Regions from separate parts of the Rattus norvegicus genome. Here region 1 is linked to region 2. A link is a contact called in public Hi-C data. All regions are on one chromosome and are shown on one strand. Each heading gives the region's core, a stretch centred on a gene start, on an enhancer-like site or on the middle of the called end of the contact. The rest is flanking DNA. Distances are from core to core; before and after follow the strand shown.

The links. Hi-C and Micro-C count contacts between places; a contact is called where the count stands out from the background.
Region 1: a contact with region 2 is called in a Hi-C map of the A7r5 cell line, with 9 times the contacts expected there. The contact joins the promoter of LOC102548794 here to the enhancer-like site in region 2. A contact is called at or near these places in 12 of 12 Hi-C or Micro-C datasets (the A7r5 cell line, the Rat2 cell line, Schwann cells and 7 more) and 1 of 1 datasets of contacts at active chromatin or transcription factors (oligodendrocytes).

What each region holds. Positions count from the first base shown.
Region 1 is chr12:20,890,643-20,897,311 of GRCr8, reverse strand. LOC102548794 (40S ribosomal protein S27-like) reads left to right here and starts at 4,721. Exons shown (of 2, transcript XM_006248982.3): 1 at 4,721-4,730; 2 at 6,422-6,669. The coding sequence starts at 4,721.
Region 2 is chr12:20,665,017-20,671,032 of GRCr8, reverse strand. All of the region lies in intron 4 of Prkar1b (protein kinase cAMP-dependent type I regulatory subunit beta), which reads right to left. Among named protein-coding and RNA genes, the nearest start is that of Prkar1b, 42 kb to the right of the region's middle. Within about 2 kb of position 3,527, at least 10 of the 93 cell types and tissues checked have an H3K27ac peak or open chromatin away from gene starts, as enhancers often do. A contact at or near this core is called in the A7r5 cell line, where this site is marked.

The DNA.
Region 1 (6,669 bases), core at 3,472-5,971, 230 kb before region 2:
AGCAATAGAACCCCTAAGATAGCCACAGAGGGCTATGTGGGATTCTGTGTCAAAAACAGACAAACAAACAAACCAGAAATGAAACAAACATACAATGCTACCTCCAAACCGGCCAAGGGGTAGCTCAGATCAGTGGTCTGGGTTCCGGCTCCCTGCATGCCACCTGTGATGCCTCCAACAGAAAGTGCCAGTTTAGGTATGGCTGCTGCGAGCATGCATTGTGTCTGGGGTGTAGGGATCTCTTAGGCCTGGGTTCTAGGTAGATTCTTAGCAGACTGGAGACCGTTGTGAACACTGAGCTTCAGAGGTTGGCCAAGCCCAGACAGACTCCTCCCCTGGCCAGGACTTACCAGCAAATACCGGGGACAAGGTTCTGAACAGAAGCTGCAAGAAACAGCAGAAAGTGCCCCAGCTTAATTACTAAGGCAGGTGATTGCTGACATTGTACCTTGACCCCCACTGAGAAGACTGGTAGCAATACTTCCCAGGGAAAATGCCATCTCCAAAGTGGAATCAACCATTCCTAGAACATCCCCTGCACCCTGCCTGGTCCAATGCCTTGGGACAGGGACCTGACCCCAGGCCTGCAGCACGACGGGCCACTAGTAAGCAGCTCTGCTTGTACGTAGGAACCAAGCCAGCCCGATTGAGCCTGCCCATGTACTTGTGGGCTAGCACATGCCAGCAGGGGGCACCTTTCTCCAATTCTTTCCAAGTGGCCACTGAATACCTCTAGTACAGCTTGTGGCCACCTGTGCCTCCTGTTGCGTGTGCCTATGTGCTAATGAGCTGTCTTGGACCCCCATCCTTCCAGCCAGGGTCCCACTCAATTCTAGGATGGGCCTCTGGAGTCCCAATGTCACAACAGCAGGCTGTCTGCAGTTTGTCTTCGACCCCCACAGCCACAGAACAGACTTTGGGGATCCCAGGTTTTCTGCAGGTGTGGTTAGGCTCAAGCCCCAGTGAGGACATCTATGGGGGTCTGGGTGGGTGTGGCCCTGTCCATGGCTCTGCTCCCCAGGGCAGGGCACTACAGGGCCCTGCCACCCTTCCTGCCTCTGCCCCCTGAAAAGTCTTTGATCCCCATGCTTCTGGCCGCATCAAAGAACAACTATGCTAAGTCATATTTTTCCCCAAACCAGAGGAGTTCAAGGTCGGGCACAAACATTTGGCTCGTTATTTAGAAATAACACGTCCTCTGGGGCCCAGTATCAGATCAAAGCTCAGAAATTAAACTGCAGAGAAGGCGGCGGCTATGATCAGTGGATTTGTGTTTGCTTATGGGTTTTTTTTTCCCTCCCCTCAGCAGCTAAAAAAAGGGCCTCCAGATTGGCCTAGCGGTTTGGAAGTCTGGTCTGGGGTTCGCAGCTGGGAGGAGACAGCGCTCCGAGGCTTCTGGGTGGGGAGGCTGAAAATATTTGGTTGACATGACAATAGAGACAGCTTGGCAGCTGATCAAGTGTGGCCTCCAGGAAAATCGTCTCCCCGCTTGTGCCCCAGCCCCATTCATGGACATTTGAATGCATGCACACTAGCCTACATATCAGGGGCCTCCGAGACCTTGAGTATGCATAAGCACATGCATACATAGGTACATAAATGCACATACACATGGGTTCACACAAAGACATACACAGGTACATAGGTACATATAGGTGCACAGCCATACACACACACACACATAAAAAACACACATGACACACAGAGACACACAAAGGCACACACGAACATATGTGTATATAACACAGGTTCACAGGGGCACATATGAGCACATAGGCACACACACAGGATCATACGCAGGCACAGATGGGCACACACAGACACACAGGGGCACCCGGGACATACAGATACATATAGACACACAGATACACATAAGAACACACGGGCACACACACTGAAGCACACACAAAGGTGAACACACAGAGGTGCACACAGGTACATACAGGCACACACAGACCCATGTATGAGCAACACACAGATTTATAGCAACAAATAGGAAGGGAGTGGGAACTGGAGACCGGCTGAGATGGATCGTGATTGGAGGACGGCACGTGGATCTGCCCGCCCCCCTCAGGCTGCTTTTCAAAAGCCATCGCTCCTTACTCACCCTTCACTGTGAGGCTCCCTGACCCCACTGTGCACCTCTAGCCATAGTCAGAAGTCTGGGAAACAGGTGAGACACAAGGCAGGGATTATCACCATCCCCCGGTGGAACCTCTGACCTCTGGTGTCCTTTCTCTCTGACTAACCAAGTGCTCACAAGGGCATGGGCTGCCCCACTTGTGACCTCATTCCTCACCGTGTCCCCATATCCTTACCCTATGCTCCCATGTTCAGACCTCCAATCCTACCGCAGCCTGTGGCCTAATCCCCAGTCACTGCCTTCTCTAGGCCCCCATGTCTTGAGCCACAAACCTCACATCCCAATCCCCTAAAGCTTCCATCCTGCCCCAGACCCAAGTGCTCTGTCCCTGCAGAGAACAGTCCCCACCCCACCTCCCTCTGTGGTCAGGTGTGGAACTGCCTTGGTTCTAGGACCTGCCAGCCAAGATCCCATCCCATTGGCTGCAAGCATGATTCACCTGTACATGTGACCAGGGCTCAGCTAACGGGATGGCAAGGTGTTTACTGGGGCTTCTGGAAAGACTTCAGAGTCTTTGTCCTGAGTGGCAGGTGGGAAGGGTAGAATTTTAGCCAATGACAATGTCTCTTCCATGTGACGTTGCTGTCTGGGAACAGGTCAACATTGCAGACAGCCCAGGAAACTAGGTCCTGGAGGATGGCACTGTGAGTCACCTACTTCTGCCGCAAGACAGATCAGCCCTCAAATGCTACAGAGGTGGCTGGCGGCACGCAAAGCCACAGGCTCTGGATGGCTCAGCCTTGTGGCCCATAGGCCTGTACTGTACTGTCAGCCTTCTCGGGCCCTCCTGCTCCTGGCCTATGCCCCCGTTGCATAGCACTGGCTGGCATGCAACCCATCAGGCTCTCCCAGGCATCTCCCAGAGAGATCCTTAACCACACTGCAGACTCCTTGTATGCCCGAGAAGGGAGCATGCCCGGTCCCAACCTGGCACTCATCTCATCTTGTCTGGTGGCTGGGGAATAAGCTGCCTGTACACCTGTTCCTATAAACATGTACATACATGCACACAGGTCCGCCGTATCACACATCTGTCTATGTTCATCTGTGTGGAGAGAGATAGACTGTCTCTGCTCCACCAAGAAGAGATTTGAATTTGAGTGATGTATTTGAGAAGGAAAATGAGGAAGTATTGTCCAGGGATGAGACAGAACCCAGAGACAGAGGACAGAAGGAGCCAGGGGTGCTCTGTCAACTCACGGGTGTCCTTCTGGTCTTATGTCAGCTGACATAAGCTGGAGTCGTTGGGAAAGAAAGGTCTCAACTGAGAAATGGCTCCATATGATCTGCCTATAGGCAAGTTTGTAGAGCATTTTCAAATTTTTTTTTTAAGATTTATTTATTATATATAAGTACTCTGTAGCTGTCTTCAGACACACCAGAAGAGGGCATCAGATCCCATTACAGATGGTTGTGAGCCACCATGTGGTTGCTGGGAATTGAACTCAGGACCTCTGGAAGAGTAGTTGGGTGCTCTTAACCGTTGAGCCATCTCTCCAGCCCGAGCATTTTCAAAACTATTGATTGACATAGGAGCAGAGGGCAGCTCACCACGGGCAGTGTCATGCCAGGGTAGGTGATCTGACCTGTGTACAAAGGCATGCCGAGAACACTCGAGCAAGAAGTTGCCTCCATGGTCCCTACTTTAATTCCTGCCTTGACTTCTCTTAGTGATGGGGCGTGACAAGTTGGAAGTTGGAATAAACCCTTGCAGCAACAGAAAACTTCACTAAAACGATGGGGAACCGCAGAAAGGTCACAACGAAGTTGAGGGGGCAAATCTTAGTTGTGTTATCACAGTGGGAAATAGCTCCAAATGCATCCGGACCCCAGCTCTTCTGGGCCCTAGCCTTACAGACCTGTGCATCTCATCATATGAGTCTGTGGTGTGGATACCCCAAAATAGATGTGTGAACACATATATACCATGAGGCACACGTTCCCGGGCTGTGGGTTCAACAGCCTGTGACACAGCAGGAGAGTGTCCCACGTGGTTGAGACTTCCTTGTCTCCATCCCTTTTGAAAATGGGTGCTGTGCTCTCCATGAGCTGTCACAGGGAAGGAAGACCTGCAGATGCTGCTGGAGGGGAAATGTCCCTTTAATGTCTCTCCCGAAGCCTCATCTCCAAGGTTAGCATCAAAACCAAGACACATAAGAGGAGAGAAATGGGAAATAGCTGGCAGAAGACAGTTTGACTTTATTTTCTCAAAAAGCGACAGACACAGTGGCCCAGGTAAGTTTCTAGGCAACATTATTTTCGGTACCAGGTATTAATGGCATAAGAATTCACAAGTTAAGCAATTAGATGAGGTTGGCTCCTAGAGCAGCAGGTGCAAAGGACCCTTGTGTTTCAGACATCCACACACAAGGGATGCAGGCGTGGGTATGGAGTGAAAGCGTTGGCTCCACCCTTCTGTGTGTTCCTGAGATACTCACATCTTCCAGGAAGGCCGTGGGGAAAAGGATGGCCTAGTTTGGACACTGTCCCAACTGTGTTCCAGTGCCAAGAGACCCAGGGCTTCTCAGAGACAGCGCCTGACCAGAGTTTCCCCATGCTGTCTGCACCCTGATCACAATGCCAACAGGTACTCAGAGCTCAGGTTTCTAGGGAGCCTCATGTCCTGATGCCACAGCAAGACATGAGTTCTTTGAGTCTGTGGAAACTTGATGGGTAGTGACCTCCACCAAGGTCAGAGGGAAGACAAGAAGCTTCTAGACCAATCCACAGTCAAGGAAACTGAAGTTCCCTGGGTTGGCTAGAGTCCTAGGGACACACAGAGCCGGGAATGGGACAGTGGGGTCTTCCAACTCAGCCTCACATCTTCCCAGGTCTAGGATCACAATAGAGTTTATTCTGCATGGACAAGAGACAGGGCATAGCCTGAGGATACCTACAGGGACAGCCCATTGGAGCCATAACGCCCACCCTACCTATGTCTTAAAGCCTCCAGTTCCTCCTCCACTATGGGGAAAGCAGATGTACAGGTCTGTCATGAGTCACAGTGCCCCAAGGAGATCAGAAAGGAGACACAAGTTTCTACATAGGGCAGGGAGACCCGGGCACCAAAGGGTGTATAAGAGTTGCCCTGTTTGCTACAAGTGAACTTGGCTACACCAACCAAGCAACAAGCCTCATAGGTGGGCAGAAGTCACTCCCTTTTACAGCCTGCCCGTGGCTCAACAGAAAGTGTAGCACCATGTGAGAACAGGGATTTCATTTTCCTAAGGCATATCTGTGGTTCTAGGAGCTCGGAGCACACTCGGGGAGTCTGACAGTGTCCGAGGAGTGCTGCCATAAGTGATAATGAATTAGGATCAAGGAAGTGCTCCCTCAGACCCCATAGGGTTGAGGTCTGGTGCCTCCCAAGGCTGACAGAGGTCTGACCCCAGCTCCTCTCCAGTATCTGTTGCTGCCTATGGCGCTTGACATCCCTCAGTGTGGGCACATAGCCTGGTTATGTCCTCTACTGTACATGGCTACTCTGTTCACTCTTCTGAGGAGAGATCTTGTCGTTAGACATAAGGCTGACTTAAGCTAGGGAGGGTGATTTGGTTGCCAGGGTGCTTAGCTAACATGCGCAAAACCCTGCTCACCCCCCTCCCCCAGCGGTGGTGTATGCCTGTAAGTCCAGTGCCTGGAGGGTAGAGTCAGGAGGATCAGGAATTCGAGGTCATCTTTGCCTACTTAGTGAGTTGGAGATCAGTCATTCCTACATGAGAGACTCTCTCAAACCACAAAGACAATACCAAAATGTAGGCTTGGATCTAAAACCAGGGCTTTAACTACTGCCACCTGCAGAGGCCTGTTTCCTAAGAGGTCACGTTCTGCAGAGACAGGAATTGGGGATGGTTACTCATCTAGCATTAGCTAATTCCATCTAGGCCAAGAGGTCTGGGAAAGACACTGAAATCCCCTGCTGAGATTTAGGGACCCCAAGCAGGGTGAGCTACCACAGAGTCTGGGGAGTAACGAGGTAAAGAGATTCCTGACTGTGTGCTCCCAGGGTCAACTTGCAGTAAAGGTCCCTGTATTAGTTAGCCTTGGCTGTCATCTTGACACGGTCTGGAATCACTCAAGAAGAATCTCGGTTGAGTCATGATCTTTATCAAGTCGGTCTGTGGACATGACTACGGGTTAATGTGATTGTTTTAGTTGGTGTAGGAGGGCCCACCCCACTGTGGGTGGCACCATTTCCTAGGCAGGTGGACTTAGGCCATATAAGAACACTAATTAAGAGCAAACCAACACCTTTCCGGCGGTGATGACCTCCCCAAGAGAACAAGCCTCTAGCAGAGGATCTCCTTCATCCCTCTCCAGAAGAGGAGAAGAGGAAACATAAGAAAAAGCACCTGGTGCAGAGCCCCAATTCCTACTTTATGGATGTGAAATGGCTAGGATGCTACAAAATCGTCTTTAGCCAGGCACAAACGGTAGTCGGGTGTGCTGGCTGCTCCATTGTCCTCTGTCAGCCTACAGGTGGAAAAGCAAGGCTGATAGAAGGATGCTCCTTCAGGAGGAAACAG
Region 2 (6,016 bases), core at 2,278-4,777:
ACCTGCTGACATATGATTGCAAAGCCCACTTAAAACATCTAAAATGTAACACATACCAAACAGTACAAACAGTAAACGAGACAAGCCTGGTGATGCACATTTGTGATCCCAGCACTCGGGAGGCTGAGGCAGGAGGATCACCAGGAGTTCAAGACCGCTTTGGACTGTATCTAAAGAGTAGTGATTCTTTTGAAAGAGCAATACACGGGGGCTGACAGGGAAGTTCAGTCTCCAGATTCCACATGGCAGAAGAGGAGGATCTCCTGTAAGTTGCCCTCTGACCTTGACACGTACCTCTTCGCGTATACACTGCGGAGACACACACATACGTAACCCAACGAAAGAGCCCATAGTCAAAAGCAACAAAGGAATTTCGGTGTATGTCTGGCTGACAGCATAACCATGGCAGTAACAACGCTCAGTGGCTTTGAAATACTGAATGCCCAAGGTCAAAACTGCCAGACAGAGATCTTCAACAGCCCCGAGTCACCCTGTAGTGCGAGGTGGCAGGAACGTTGCTATTCTGAGATACAGCGTGTGCTGTGGGACAAAGCAGAGAAGTCTTTCTTGGGTGTCACTGAAAAGGTGGGGGTGTGGGGAAGGTTTCAGCTTCCCAGAAAGAAAAGAGGGAAAGGCATAGGGTTGTGTTAAAACAAACAGGAAATCCTGTCGCCAGAATTAGACTGGGAAGTACCAACGTGAACTGATATGTTTATCTTTGAAAGGAAAACTCGGGGCTGGCGAGGTGGCTCGGCCAGTAATGGTGCTTGTCATACAAGCCTGGTGACCTGGGTTCCATCTTCAGTATCTATATAAAGGAAGGAGAGAACAAACCCACAAAGTTGTCCTCAGACAGACAGACACACACACACACACACACACACACACACACACACACACACAAATGGATAGATAAATAAAAGATATATTATCTGGAGAAAATATCCAGGAGTGAATGACCAGGTATTATAAATGTCTTTCATATTAGCATTCAGGAAGATCATGAATTCCAAGCCATACTGTCAGGGGGTGGGGGCGGGGCATGTTGATAGAGCTAGGTCAGTCAACAGTAAAGTCTTGCTGACCCTGTATGAAGACCTGAGTTTGGAGTTCACATCCACATAAAACTAGGGCATAGCCATGTACTATTGTAAATTCCAGCACTGGGGGAGCTATGAGGACTAGAAGATCCTTGGAGCTGCTGAGTAGTTGGTCTAATTGAACTGGCAAGCTCCATGTTCCGTTTGAAACCCTGACCCAAAAAAGCAGGGTATAGAATGACTGAGAGAAAGAGCTGACACCAATCTCTGGCTTCCACACACATATACGTGTACAGGAGGGAAAGAGGGAGGGAGGGAGGGAGGGAAGGAGGGAGGGAGAGAGGGAGGGAGGAAGGAAGGAAGGAAGGAAGGAAGGAAGGAAGGAAGGAAGGAAGGCAGGCAGGCCGGCCAAGGATCAATGTCAAATCTGAGAACAACAGGTGCCCCTCACCCCAAATCCAATCTGTAAAAAAAAGATGAAAAAAAAATCTTGATAGCAAAGCAAAACAAGAACAGATGACAGCTGGCCTCTGCCTGTGCCGTGGGAGTCCTAGCCAACCAAGACCAACACTAAGTCACATCATCCTATTTTCTTCTAGGAGTTTTGCATTTTTAGCTCTCACCCTGAAGTCTTCGATTCATTTGCAGTTAATTGTTATGTACGGTCTAAAACCAAGGTCAGACTTTGCTCTCTCTAGTTTTGCTCTGCCCAGTTTTCACAGCATCAGTTATAGAGTTTAAGAGAATACTGTAAACACACCCGCCCACTTCTTTTCTCCTTCCTTCTTTTCTCCCCTTTCTTCTCTCCCTTCCTCCCTCCTTCCCTTCCTTACCAGTGCTCTACTGAGCCACACCCCAGCCCCTCAATGAGGGATTCTAGGCAGGGCCTCTACCACTGAGCCACACCCCAGCCCCTCACTGGGGGATTCCAGGCAGGGGCTCTACCACTGAGCCACACCCCAGCCCCTCACTGGGGGATTCTAGGCAGGGGCTCTACCACTGAGCCACACCCCAGCCCCTCCCTGGGGGATTCTAGGCAGGGACTCTACCACTGAGCCACACCCCAGCCCCTCCCTGGGGGATTCTAGGCAGGGACTCTACCACTGAGCCACACCCCAGCCCCTCACTGGGGGATTCTAGGCAGGGACTCTACCACTGAGCCGCACCCCAGCCCCTCACTGGGGGATTCTAGGCAGGGACTCTACCACTGAGCCACACCCCAGCCCCTCACTGGGGGATTCTAGGCAGGGGCTCTACCACTGAGCCACGCCCCCAGCCCCTCACTGGGGGATTCTAGGCAGGGGCTCTACCCCTGAGCCATGCCCCCAGCCCCTCCCTGGGGGATCCTAGGCAGGGCCTCTACCACTGAACCACACACTAAGTCCCTCACAGAGGAAGTGTGCTCTGCCACTGAACTGTTCAGTGGAGGATTCTAGGCAGGCATGCTACCGCTGGGCTATTCCTCCCGGCCCAGTGTTTGAAAGTCCCCCTGCTGCTTGTCCTGCAGCTCTTCTTCCTGTCCCACTAAAACTTAAACAGGTTCCCACTTCCAAAGTTCAAGGGCTACAAACCATCCTCTCTAAATCTCTGGTCCACCAAGGATGGCTCTCAACTCCCACAGCCTAGAGAACTAGCTAAGATGATGGGGTAGCTTCCTCTGCTCTGAGGAAGGATCAACTCACATGTGGTTTCTAAAAACGGACACAGAGCAGGGGGACATGAGCAAGAGTCTTGTGTGCATGTGCGCACGTGTGTGCGTGCGTGCATGTGTGCACATTATCGCAAGGGACTTGACGGTAAGGTGATCTGGAATGAGATAAACCCAGGAAAAAGAACAGTTGAAGGGAAAAGTCCAGTTCTGAAGGAGGCTGAGCTTATGCCACACCCCCTCGATGGTCAGGCTCATTCCCTGCCTCCTCTGACATGTGCCTAGCAGCTGTTCAGGGTGGCTCCCCTCTCCAGCCCCCGCAGCCTGTCACAGGTCCTTCTATTTGCAGTGTTTCTATTGTAGTACTTCCCCTGCCTGGCTGAGGCTGGAATCAAGAAAAGTTTCTGACCCTGATAATGCCCAGGTGATGACCGCAATGTCCTCCTGGCCAGTACTCCCTTGTGGTTGGCTGTGGCCTTTCCTCTCAGGAAAGGGTACAGTAATAAGCAAAGACAGTACTCTTGAGCCCCAACATCCTCTTGGTGGCAAGGTGATTCTTGGGGGGCATACCACAGTGTGTCTGGCCCTCTCTTCTGGTGCAGGCTTGAGGAATGCTCACAAAAGCCTGTATCATCCCTCTCTCTGTGTCACCCTACCAAATGCGACAGAGAGAGCAGCTCGGGGTGGCCCAGAACCTCTTCTTGACCCCTCAAAAATCTGGGTAGAATTTAACTATGGCCAGCAGGGCAGATCAGCTTAGAGTTGCTGTGTGGAATAAGCCCCTGCCCTAGAGAGGCATATTCAGGTTCCCAGGGATGGTCCTGCTCTCTGTGATACACAGAGTGACTCAGCAAGAATGAATTCCAATTATTGGTCACAAAGGCTAGACATGTGTGGGTAGCATGCCTGTACTATCAGCAGTTGGCAGCCTGAGACAGGGGGGTCATGAGTTTCAGCCCAACTCAGGCAACATGTATGCATACAGACGCACACCAACCCCCACCATGGTCATGCACACACGTTGCTCTGCAGGCCCCTGTCAGTTCTGGTAAAGATTGGTCCGCCTTGCTGTACCTGCTGTCTGGATATCCATATGACATCTGGCCAGAATTCATAGCTCTTGGGGGTCAGTTAGGGCCCATCCTGTAGAGGGGAGCACTAATTGAGACTCAAGGAACAAGGACCAGCTTGGGACACACGCACAAGCATCCTGCGATGTACCAGACAATATGACAGATGGGGCAGGAGGCAGACAAATCCGTGGGATGTCCTAGAGCCCTGCACAGATGACCAGGGAGGCTCATGAGCTCTAGAACACTATATCTGAATCCAAATCACAGCTCTAGAGCTCTCTAGCTGGATTGCACACAAGTCAGTCAGCTACAAAGCCTCAAGTTTCCTTGTCTGTGAAATGGACTTACTGAGGGCTGTGAGGTGGCAAACAGTGCTGAGCCCTCCATCAGCTTCCACTTTGACACTTAGCCTGTGTGTTGGGAACAGCAGGGCTGGCCCAGAGACCTTCTCCCAGGAGCTGGACTCTACCAATAGCTGGTGCACAGTGACCCCAGGTGGCCGGCACCTGCCTGGCCAGTGACTGTTGTGACATAGTGGAAACATTGCTAGACAGGGCAGCTTTGAGGTCCAAGATCCCCAATCGTCTGTCTGTCTGTCTGTCTGTCTGTCTGTCTGTCTTCCTCCTAGTGTTGGATAAGTGTCACAGTGCTGCCATCTACAGTATATAGAACAGTTCCTCGGAGCATGTCTGCAGCTGTGTGACACCGTGGGGGAAAGTGGTCAGAGATAGCACTGCGAGGATATACAGACAACATTAGCTGCTACGGAGTGAGGAAAGCGTGAGCAGGCATGGATTCTGGAAGAGTCAGAGAGCAGAAGGGCAAAGCATACCACAAAATATCTCAGTAGTCCCCACCCCACCCCGTTCCCCTCCCCGAGAGCTGAGCAGCACTGGACAAGCTGCTGGACCCTTCTGGTCTGCTATCTGCTTCCTCATCTTGGGATTATCATGAAAGTAAATCATTAACACGTGAGGGTCCTGTGTGTCCACATATAACGCTTATCGGTCACCCTCTCCCAGTAGTCCATACACAGCCCTCCGGCTCAGAAACTCCAGGGATGCCTTGGGCACATGAGCAAGGCTTCTTCCACATGTCACGGCATGGAAGATAGGAATCTGCATGAGAAAACGGGCTTCGTCGTGTTTGACCCAAGTGCATTTCTTCCACGTATCTGTGCTATGCAAGTGTGCCTGATGCCAGAGGACAACTTTCTATGTCGTTTCTCAGGCTCCAGCCACCTTGAAGAGCACTGACCATCTAGACTGGCTGATGAACAAACCCCCAGGAACCCTCCTGCCTCAGCCCCTGATTAGTCTGAATGACAGTTCTGGGCCCCCCCAAGCCCAGCTACGAGGTCTTAAAACCATGGACAAAGGAAATGTTCATTCTGCCTTTTATAGATCTCGTGTACACCTTTTAGTGAATAAAATAAATTTGCGGAAACAGGAAGGCTCGATCCTCCAAAATCATAGCTCACACATTAATGTGAACCCTGAACCCAAGAGCTGAGAAGACCTCTCCCCACCCCCACCCCCCACCCCCACGGTTTGCTTCCTGCAAGCTTCCCATGCTCTGTCCCTATCCAGACGTTTCACATCCCAAACAGTCCCTAAAGAAGCCGGGGCGGGCAGGAGACCAGCTTCAGTGTCACATGTGGAGAGGGCCAGTGTGGGCACTCTGTACGCAGTTAATAAACACCTCAGAGTGAACCTGTGAAGAAAAACCTAAAATACTTTCAGAAGCCCCTGTGGCCCTACAGCTCAGTTCATTTGGATTTAAATGTCAGCCTGAAGCCCAGAGCAACAGCCCTGCCGATGTGGAGCTGTGGAACTACTTTTCCCCATTCAGGTCCCCAAGGCATCTTCTAAGTCTGTAAACATCTCAGGTCATTACTGAGCCCCTTGGAGATAGCACTGAGACCGTCATCCCCTCAGGGCAGGAGATGAACAGCAAAGGCCCAGTCCTCTGCACTGGACCTGTCTGCCTTAGAAGACTCATCTCCCCGGTCAGGCCTCTTGAGTCTCTTCATCCCTATTGGAGCAGAACTGACATGAGGGATGTAAAGTCACCTGGAAATATCACTATGGCACTTTTTTGAAAAAGAACAGGGTGTAGGAACTTCACCAACCACTTTCGAAATACCATCTGACCCCTCAGTGCTTGGAACAGTCTGAGGAATCTCTCCCCCGGCCCAGGCCCACCCTATTTCCTCATGGCTCCAAGCTTGGCCAGTGGAACATCCACCGTAGAAG